Linked DNA regions of Mus musculus: region 2 is linked to region 1. The links are chromatin contacts, called in public HiChIP or PLAC-seq maps. All regions are on one chromosome and are shown on one strand. Each heading gives the region's core, a stretch centred on a gene start, on an enhancer-like site or on the middle of the called end of the contact. The rest is flanking DNA. Distances are from core to core; before and after follow the strand shown.

Region 1 (4,962 bases), core at 1,202-3,701:
ACTTTGTCTCCACGTGTGTATACACACACACACACACACACACACACACACACACAAATACATATTTTATACATTTCAAGTAAGTATTAGTATTGAATTTTTAAAAAAAAAGAAAACCACAATAATCCTATGTTGGCTTAAAAAAATTTTTTTTTAAATGCTTTTATCCCTAAGGGCTCCAAATTATGTTTAAATAGGGAAGAGAGCTGATCCTCCGGACAGAGCTTACCTAACTCGTTACAGAGAATAGTGTTAACATCACCGACTCACGCTTTGGACGGCTAGTGTAGTGAATAAAATATAAAATATTTATTTTTGTCTGTTTGAGACAGTGCCTCACTATATAGTTCTGGCTAGTCTGGAGTTCAATACGTAGACCAAGCCGGTGTCAAACTCAGGAGATCCACCTGTCTTTGCCTTCCTTGCTCTGGGACGATAGTGTGACTGTGACTCCTTTGAAGTGTGCTTGGCTCTCTAGCAAGGTGGGGAAGCAGTAGGCAGAGAAGTACCAGGAACCATGCTGCTTTTGATCTGTTTGCCCCCCTGTTTGATACCCTAGATTTTTCTTTTCTCTTCTCCCAGGTGTGAACACTTAATATGGCTTTTTATGAAGTTACATTGTACTTTGCTCCAGGTTTTTTGTCTTGTTTTTGAGATTGGGTCTAACTCTGTAGCAGAGTCCAGCCTTAAGATGTATGTGTGTGTGTATGCATGTGCAGGGTAACTGGTCTCCGTGGAGGCCAGAGGTTGATCAAGAAATTTTCTTTTCTTTTTAAAAAAAAAAAAGGTCTTAAAATTTTCATTTTATGTATGTAGGTGTTATACCTGTGGATCACCGGTGTGCCTGGTGTCCCTGAAGACCAGAAGAGGGCATGGGATCCCCTGTAACTTGTGTTATAGACAAAATGATTGTAAGCTTTTGTGTGGGTGCTTGGAATTTAGTCCAGGAAGAGCAGCCAGTGCTGTTTGTTAGCTTCTGAGCCATCCCTCTATCCCCTTTACTATACTCAGTCAGGATTTCTTACTGGATTGGACTGTGCTGACTCAGACAGAGCAAGCTTCCTTGCTGCCCCTGATCTCTGACCTAGCACTGTGGTTTTAGATATGTGGATGTTAGGGACCTAAATTCAGGTTGGGTTTGGTTGTTTGGTTGTTTGGTTTTGGTTTTAGTTTAGTTTTTTTGAAACAGGGTCTTTATGTGGTTCTGGCTGCCCTACTATGTAGACCTAGCCTGGAACTCACGGAGGTCCTCCTGCCTCTGGCTCCCATGTGCTGGGATCAGAAATGTGCATCACCACAACTGGCCCCCAGATTCAGGTCTTTATGCTTGTATAGCAAGGAATTTACCCATCGAGCCATTTCCTTACCTCTGGTCTTGGACTCCAGATCCTCCTGCCTTAGACTACTAAGGGCTGGGATTACAGTTTTTTTCTTACTATTTATTACTTAATTTTTACAGTGTAGAGGGCTTTGTGCATGTGGGCAAATCACTGTCAACTGAGTTATACCGCCAGATCTAACAGGTCTGTTTTCTTGTCTGGCTCTGCAGTCAGTAATTTGTATGGTGTGATAGTTGGGCTCCCCAAAGGATTTTTCCCAGGAGGCAAGAGGCTATGTATAGAGTTATTAATGGTGTATCTGAGTTCGTCTCCAGGTATCATTTAAAGGTCTTGGGAGCTCAGATATAGCTTCTGCAAGGAAACAGTTATGCAGAGCTGCGGGTTGTAGTTTGTTAGGTTGAAGGGACAGTTCACTGAAGTTAAAGTAGGGCATTGACTTTTCTTTAGCAGTGTGTTTACCCCTGTGATGTGCAGCTTGGATTGTAAGAAAAATGGCTTTATGTTCTCTTTAAGGGGAGACTCTAGTCTAATCACATCTGAAGTGTGAAACGATCCCTTGAGAAAGTGAAGGAAGCATTGGCTTCTTCGCTTTGCTTAGTTCTTGGAATAATATGCTTGGGTGTAGTGCGCTTTGGAGGTGGGGAGCGCTCAAGGCGAGAAGGTATTAGAGGTCTTGGGATGCTGCTTTAAGTGAGAGGCAGTGTGTTCATGTGGAGATGTGTCTGATGACAGTTTTTAGCTTTATCAATCATACGTCACAGCCAGTATCTTTTTTTTTGCTTGCTTTTTTTTCCTCCCCACAGGTTTCCTGGAACTGGCCCTGTAGACCAGGCTGGCCTCAAACCCAGAGGTCTGCTTGCCTCTGCCTCCTAAGCTCACAACCAGTATCTTGTGTGTTTTCTCTTTTACCATTTTTAATTAATTTATTTAAGATGCGTGCACACATGCACAGGGCTCACCAGGAGCATCTGGGGGTCAGAGGACGACTTGTGGGAGTTGGTTCCTGGAGACTGAACTCAGGCCCTCAGAGCTGGCCGCAGGCTCCTTCCCTTCTGAGCCATCGGCGGCCCTCTCGCCTTCTCTCCCTCACTCAGGCTTGACTGTGGAGTCAAGCTCAGGCTTTTGAGGAAGTTCTGTGCTGAGTTCAGTCCTGAGGGCTGACTCGGTGGGTAGGGTTTGTATCTGTTCACCACTCAGATAAAGATTTAGGACATGGGTTGCTGAATGAATAAAAGAAATACAAAGGGGAAGGAAAGAAACATGATAAATAGGTTTCATTTAGTCAAAGAAATTTTGGTTTTGGATCGGGTGGCAGATGAGGTTGCTCTGTGGTATGTTGGAGGAACATGTTTATTTTAGATATGTAGGAGAGCATAGCCAGAGCCAGGTCCCTCTGGGAGAGTCCAGAGTGGACGTGACCCTGATCTGGGCCGTGTGAGACAGAGGATAGAGGGAGGAAGAGAGGAAAAGGGGACCAGGTGCAACAGCAGGAGGCCAAAGTATGAACAGGGGCGGGTAGTCAAATGGTTGGATTATGTACAGCAGAGCAGCCCATTTTTCCTAGACGGGAGAGCTCAGGGTAGAGGACTGGATGCGAGGTAGGTAGCAGACCCTATGACAGGTAGGGGCTGAGGGGCTCAGGGAGAACCTGGTGGCCAGGTCCACTTTGATATGTTCAGTAGGCATCTAGCTCTTTGTCCCAGGTTCGAAATCTAAACGCTGCTGGTGAGTTACTGAATACTTCCTGAAGAATGGTCCAGGCAGATTGTATCTCAGTCAGTTTAATCCTCAGAAGTTTGCAGGTCTGTCCCTGATGAGAACCAGGGCTGCCTTTCTAATGATGTTGCCTTTTAAGAATTCTTTTGACTCACCAAAAAAATTGTGTGTGGTGGGGGTGCTGGAGAGATGGCTCAGCAATTAAGAGCAATGGCTGCTCTCCTAGAGGATCTGGGTTCAACTGCAACCACATGGCAGCTCACAACTGTCTGTAACTCTAGTTCCAAGGGATCCGAAACTCTCACACAGACATGCATGCAGGCATATTACTAATGCACATAAAGTAAAATTAAATAAATTATTGGGAAAAAAAGCTTGTTGAGTTGTACATATGTTGGTCAGTGCCTCAGAGCAGTCATATGCCTGCAGCAGTCAGAGGCTGAGGTAGGATTTTAAATTTGAGACTAGCCTGTGCTACATAGGGAGACTATAAAGAAATTGGTAATTAATAAATTAATCAAGTAAACAGCCAACCATGATGATAAATAGGCTTCATTTAGTCAAAGAAATTTTGGTTTTGGGTCAGGTGGCAGATGAGGTTGCTCTGTGGTATTAGATCTCATTGTTTGACTCTCTCTGGTTTTATAACTAGTGGGACAATGAGCTAACGTGTCCATTTTGGAAGCAGGCCAATGATAACATTGCCCTTGGGCCTGGATGGATTGGAAAATAGGACAGAGTAAACAATTGCGGGTATAAATAATGAATCTTCCTGCTGAGTCTTGGGAGAATGAGAGAGATTACCCTCAAAGCCGTTCAGTCTGTCAGTGACAGGGAAGTCCACTGAATTAATTACCTGGACTGCGTTTGTCGCTGGATGCATTATGGGATTGCTAGAGCCATTCAAAACAAAGTTACCTTTCAATTAAAAAAATGTTTTATTATTTTATGTGTATGGCTATTTTGCCTGTATGTCTGTCTGTGTACCGTGTCATGACCAGTGTCCTCAGAAACTTGGAGGGTGTTTTGGCTCCCCTGGAACTGGGTTGCAGAGGGTTGTGAGCTGCCACCTGGGTGCTGGGACTCAAACACTAGGGCTTCTGGAAGAGCAGCCAGTGTTCTCAACCACTGAGCTATCTTTTCAGCCCCCAAAGTTACCTTTGCCTTTCAGAATTTTCTTTTCAACCAAGTAAATCAAGTTGTTTTTTTTTTTTTTTTTAATCTACCTTTTAGAATGTAGTCCTTCGAGTTCTTACCCAAACTTGGTTCTCTGTGAACAGCCTTTTGTTTAGCAAAATAACAGACCTCTGCTTAACAAGAAATTTCATTGTTTGTAATTATGAGGCAAATAAAAAGGTCTGGGTCTGCCTTACAGAGTTCTTGGTTTGAATACATACCATACTTCAAAATTAAATGCATTTATAATATATTATGTTAGCGACTTAAAAAGGGTTAAGCCAGGAGTTTCTAGTATTGAGATACATTTTGTTTTTGTTTTTGTTTTTTTTGTTTTTTTCAAGACAGGATTTCTCTGTGTATCCCTGGCTGTCCTGGAACTCACTTTGTAGACCAGGCTGGCCTTGAACTCAGAAATCCGCCTACCTCTGCCTCCCAAGTGCTGGGATTAAATGTGTGTGCCACCACGACTGGCTGAGATAAATATTTTTACTTCTAGATTTGTTTTCATCTAAGGATTCAATAATTACTTTCTCTGTATTTTTTTCAAGATAGGGAAAACTAAGGCTTTTCAAGAATCAGATAATGTAGTGATTTAGTAGTGAGGTCAGACTGAGAACCATGATTTCTGAGTTAGAATCTTCTCTTCTCTGAATTTCAGGGAGGCCTGGAGCTTGCAATCCTCCTGCCTCAGCCTCTCGAGTCACTGAGATTGTAGATTGAATTCTAG
Region 2 (4,943 bases), core at 973-3,472, 40 kb before region 1:
CACACAAGCAGTACACATACTTGCAGGCAAAACACCCATATACAGAAAATAACGTGTTAAAAGGGAGGTGTAGAGGTTGAGATGAGATATCTGTAGCATACTTTACGGCCCAGCAGCTGATTGGAAAGTGTTGACTTCCCTGCATTTGGGGCTCCCAGGAGGACCACGCGGAGGACCCGTGGATTCTCAGGCATGTCGGGAGTGTGCACCAAGAGTAGATTCTGCTCATCTGTGTTAGGATGGGAACGGGAGTGATAGGTTGGATACTCATCTCTGATAACTAAGGAAGCAGTCAACATAAAAGATGAGCACCCCAGGCAGAAGCCACCCACTCTTAACTTTGAGACTAGCTTGGCATTTGAGCTTACTTGATTTCATTAGGTTACCTCTCTAAGTCTGATGCCCTCTTCTGATGTGTCTGAAGACAGCTACAGTGTACTTACATATAATAAGTAAATATATCTTTAAAAAAAAAAAAAGAGGGGCTGGTGAGATGGCTCAGTGGGTAAGAGCACCCGACTGCTCTTCCGAAGGTCCGGAGTTCAAATCCCAGCAACCACATGGTGGCTCACAACCATCCGTAACGAGATCTGACTCCCTCTTCTGGAGTGTCTGAAGACAGCTACAGTGTACTTACATATAATAAATAAATCTTTAAAAAAAAAAAAAAAAAAAAAAGAGGTTTAAAAAAGAGTGGATCTCCTTTGAGACCAAGGCCAACCTGGGCTACATAACTAGACCCTGCCTCAAAAAAACAAAACCACCACACTAAATGATACCAAAGAAACGGCACTTTATAAAATGGATGTGGTGGCTCGAACCTGAAATCCCCACATGCAGGAGGCTGGGGATAGTGAGCTCCAGGTTATCCTGGTCTAGAGTGAAACTCTGTCTCAATGTCACCCTGAAAGAAGCATGGACTACAGTCTGGTAGGAGACTAGGCACTGTTACTTGCAATGCAGTATCATAAGGAGAGATTGAAACATTTTGCAGTACCTTCATAGCAGCATAGGGTACCACAGTCAGAGCTGAAATTTTTCTCCAGATCTTCCACCTCCACCTCCTCAGTGTAGGGACTACAGGCATGCACCATAAGGCCTGACTTAATTTAGGATTAAACCAAGTAGATAGGGCTCAAGATCCACGTATTGGGTCTATACTGCTTGATGAGGACTTGAGGACCTGGTAATGGCTTGGCAGAAGCCAACCCATTCTTAACTTTGAGAATAGTTTGGCATTTGAGCTTACTTGATCATTAGGTTACCTAAACTCTCTAAGTCTCTTGTTTTTTTTTTTTTTCATATGTAATATGGAATCACATTAACTATTTATGAATAACTTCTTTTTCAAAATGACAACTGTATGGGAGAAAAAAAAAACACAGGCTGGGCATTGAGGACTGAGGGAGACAACTTTGCCTTGACTAATGACTGACTGTAACCAACAGAGGGTCTAGGTTCTTCACATTCCTAAAACTCTTTATGTTGCTATATTTATTTATTTGTGTGTCAGTGGGAGCTTATGGTAGTTAGGGCAAAACTGTCTGGGTCTCAGTTTCCACCATATGAGTTCCAAGGACTGAACTCAGGTTGTCAAGCAACAAGAGCCTTCGTCTGTTTCACAGACCCTCACTTTCAAACTCTTTGACAGCCTTCTCCACTCGCCTCTCCTTGGGCTCAGGTTTATTTTTTATTAAATGAGAAGTTAAACTGCTATTTCTAGAGGCAGAGGGATTTTACTTACGATACATGATTTCCACTGCTAAAACCATCAGAGGCCGGTCATGGCCAACACCTGTAATCCCAACACTTAAGAGGCTGCAGCGGGAAGATCCGAATTCCAAGCTGGTTTGGGCTACACATCAAAACATGTCATAGAACCAAACACCTGTAACTAACATAGCTGGACCCTTTACCTCTGTGCACCGACACCGCGGGGACGCTCGGAACCAACGAACTGTCAGGCTGAGAAAATCCAAGGATACGGTCCAAGGCGGAGTCCTGACCATAACGACTAGAGGCCGAGGCCAGGAGGGGACCAGAGAAAGTGGAGCCCACGACACAGGACACGCACCTCGCCTGGTTACCTAGAAGACAGCCGGGCGGAGCAAGCCATTCCCTCCCTGCATGCGAACCCACCTGTCGGGCCCCTAACAAGGCCCGAACGAGCCCAGCGCAGTACCGCCTGGGGGCAGCCATTTTGCCGCAATGCACCCTGGTACCGATCAGAAGCGCGACGCGATTGGACCGAGAAGCCCACGGACCAACGAGTGGAAGAAAGCTAGATCGGCCCAAACAGAATCTCCATTCTACAACAAGGGATACCCTAGGAGGCGGAGGGAAAGACGGTATCCAAAGGCTAAGGAAAGGCAAAATTGTGCTGTGTTTCCTGCCTGAGTATAACAGTCGTCTTGGACTCCCAAACACATCATTTCTCCTCCTGCCAAAGTTGTGTAAAGAGCTTTTAAACCATGTCTTCCTAATGACATTCCTCGGGACACCATACCGCAGAAGCTCCTCTTAGCGGCTTAAGAGGAGAAACTCTCTTATTGCTAGGAGTGGGCGTGGGCATGGGAACGGGCTCTAAGCTTCATTTCACTAGATTTTTTTCTTTTTCTTTTTTAAGTGCTTTCTAGCCTCAACCCTGCAGGATCCTTTCTTATTTCCTCTTTTGCTGTGTTTTAGCTGGGCGTGGCAGTCTTAGGGTTACTATAGCTGTGATGAAACACCATAACCAAAAGCTACTTGGGGAAGAATGGGTTTTATTTGGCTTATATGTCTAGACTCACAATCCACTGAGGGGAGACAAGGAAGGAGCTCAAACCAAGCAGAAACCTGGAGACAGGAGTAGATGCAGAGACCGTGGAGGGGGATGCTGCTTACTGGCTTACTCCTCATGGTTTGTTCAGCCTGCTTTCTTATAGCATTTAGGAACACCAGCCCAGGTGTGGCACCACTCACAATGCCTCCCATATCAACAGTTAATTAAGAAAATGCCTACAGCCCAATCTTATGGAGGCAATTTCTCAATCGAGGTTCCGTCCTCTGAGATGACACCAGCTTGTGTCAAGTTATCATAAAACTAGTCAGCACAGGTTGCTTTGTGAAGTCTGCACCTTTTTGGTGTCTAGACCTCAGTTAAAGGGTGGTTCTGTGGTAAACATTCCTGTTGAGTAGCAGACTGTATTTACCTCTCTAAATATCAACTCCTATCTATTCTCTGAGATTAAAGCTTTTTTTTTTTTTCGAGATTAAATCTCGAGGCTCTGAGATTAAATCTTACTGAAGGAAAATGAGCAGAAGAAAAAAAAAAGCAGGTAGCTGTATGTGATGGAGCGTTCCTGTAACCCCAACATTTAGGAGGTGGAGGCCAAAGGATGAGGATATTGAGGGCCAGCCTGGGATGAATACTTGTCTTAAAAAACGGGTAAGGGGGGCTGGTGAGATGGCTCAGTGGGTAAGAGCACCCGACTGCTCTTCCGAAGGTCCAGAGTTCAAATCCCAGCAACCACATGGTGGCTCACAACCATCCGTAACGAGATCTGGTACCCTCTTCTGGAGTGTCTGAAGACAGCTACAATGTACTTACATATAATAAATAAATAAATCTTTAAAAAAAAAAAAAGATTTATTTAAAAAAAAAAAAAAAAAACGGGTAAGGGTAGGTTGAGAAACCTGGAAGATTAGATGTTGTCTTAATCCCAGCACTTAGTGGGCAGAAGAAGGATGATCTCTGCAAGTTAGAAGTCAGCTTGGTCTACCTAGTCAATTCTAGGCAAGTCAGAGATACATGGGAAGACCATGTTTGTGAATAAATAAAACAAAAATTTAAAATGGCGGGGGACATGGGTAAACTGGTGAGAACAGTTGCTGTTCAGGCTTGGTGAGTGAGTGGGTGTGGTAGTATTTTCTGGCTATACCAGAAATCTGGATACCAAAGCAAAGATTTCTGCAAGTTTGAGGACAGCCAGAGCTACATATCAATTGCCAGGCCATCAGGGTTACGTAGTGAGACTGTCCCCTACACTCAAAAGTAGATAAATTGCATACTGCAAAGTCAGCCAAAGAATACATACTAAAGACTTCGGTGTTAACAGATGGAGACAAATCCCAGGGCTGACAAAATTTTAAGGGAAATGAATCAAAGTGTCAAAGTAAATATTTGGTTTTTAAAGATTTATACTTTTTTTTGGTTTATTGTTTTTTCCAGACATGGTCTCACAGTCCTGGCCTGCCTGAAACTCATCTGCCTCTGACTCCTGATTGCTGGGACTAAAGGTGTGTGCCACCAAGCTCAGCTGGGTTTTTGTTTTGTTTTGTTTTACTTATAATCATGAGCACATGTGCTACATGTGTATAGGGATCCAGAGGCCAGAGGCGTCCAGTTTCCCGGAGCTGGAGTTATAGGAGTTGTAAGCTGAACACATGCTATTAAGAACTAAACCTTACTTGGGAGGAAGAGGCAGGCAGATTTCTGAGTTCAAGGCCAGCCTGGTCTACAGAGTGAGTTCCAGGACAGCCAGGGCTATACAGAGAAACCCTGTCACAAAAAAAAAAAAAAAAAAAAAAAAAAAACAAAAACCAAGCTGGGTGTGGTGGCGCAGGCCTTTAATCCCAGCACTTGGGAGGCAGAGGCAGGAGAATTTCTGAATTCGAGGCCAGCCTGATCTACAGAGTGAGTTCCAGGACAGCCAGGGCTACACAGAGTAAACCCTGTCTCAAAAAAAGAAAAAAAGAAAAACCAAAAATCAAAAAAAAAAAAAAAAAAAGAACTAAACCATTTTTTTTTCCAGCCTGTTGTTTGTTAGGTTTTGTACTACTGGTGACCCAACTAGTATGAAAATTTTTCCCACATCTCCAAATAAATTTTTTTCTTTTCCTTTTCTCTCTCCAGCTTTTTTCTGTTTTCATAGATTGACCTGGAACTCACTTTTCCCCTTGTT

The links. HiChIP or PLAC-seq counts read pairs in DNA pulled down with a chosen protein or histone mark.
Region 2: a contact with region 1 is called in an H3K27ac HiChIP or PLAC-seq map of the HPC-7 cell line, with 5 times the contacts expected there. The contact joins the promoter of Eral1 here to the enhancer-like site in region 1. A contact is called at or near these places in 17 of 39 promoter capture datasets (3T3-L1-derived adipocytes, the C10 cell line, the HPC-7 cell line and 12 more), 2 of 15 datasets of contacts at CTCF or cohesin (the NIH/3T3 cell line and pro-B cells), 12 of 484 Hi-C or Micro-C datasets (the G1E-ER4 cell line, the HL-1 cell line, the HPC-5 cell line and 9 more), 15 of 115 datasets of contacts at active chromatin or transcription factors (the 230-238 cell line, CD8 T cells, the HPC-7 cell line and 8 more) and 4 of 9 other capture datasets (adipose tissue, embryonic stem cells, liver and 1 more).

Annotation. Positions count from the first base shown.
Region 1 is chr11:78,117,625-78,122,586 of GRCm38.p6, forward strand. All of the region lies in intron 1 of Fam222b (family with sequence similarity 222, member B), which reads left to right. Among named protein-coding and RNA genes, the nearest start is that of Fam222b, 25 kb to the left of the region's middle. Within about 2 kb of position 2,452, at least 37 of the 459 cell types and tissues checked have an H3K27ac peak or open chromatin away from gene starts, as enhancers often do. A contact at or near this core is called in the G1E-ER4 cell line, the HPC-7 cell line, bone marrow-derived macrophages and 1 more, where this site is marked.
Region 2 is chr11:78,078,161-78,083,103 of GRCm38.p6, forward strand. It overlaps Eral1 (Era (G-protein)-like 1 (E. coli)), which reads right to left and starts at 2,223. Exons shown (of 10, transcript NM_022313.2): 1 at 1,917-2,223; 2 at 102-229. The coding sequence starts at 2,199.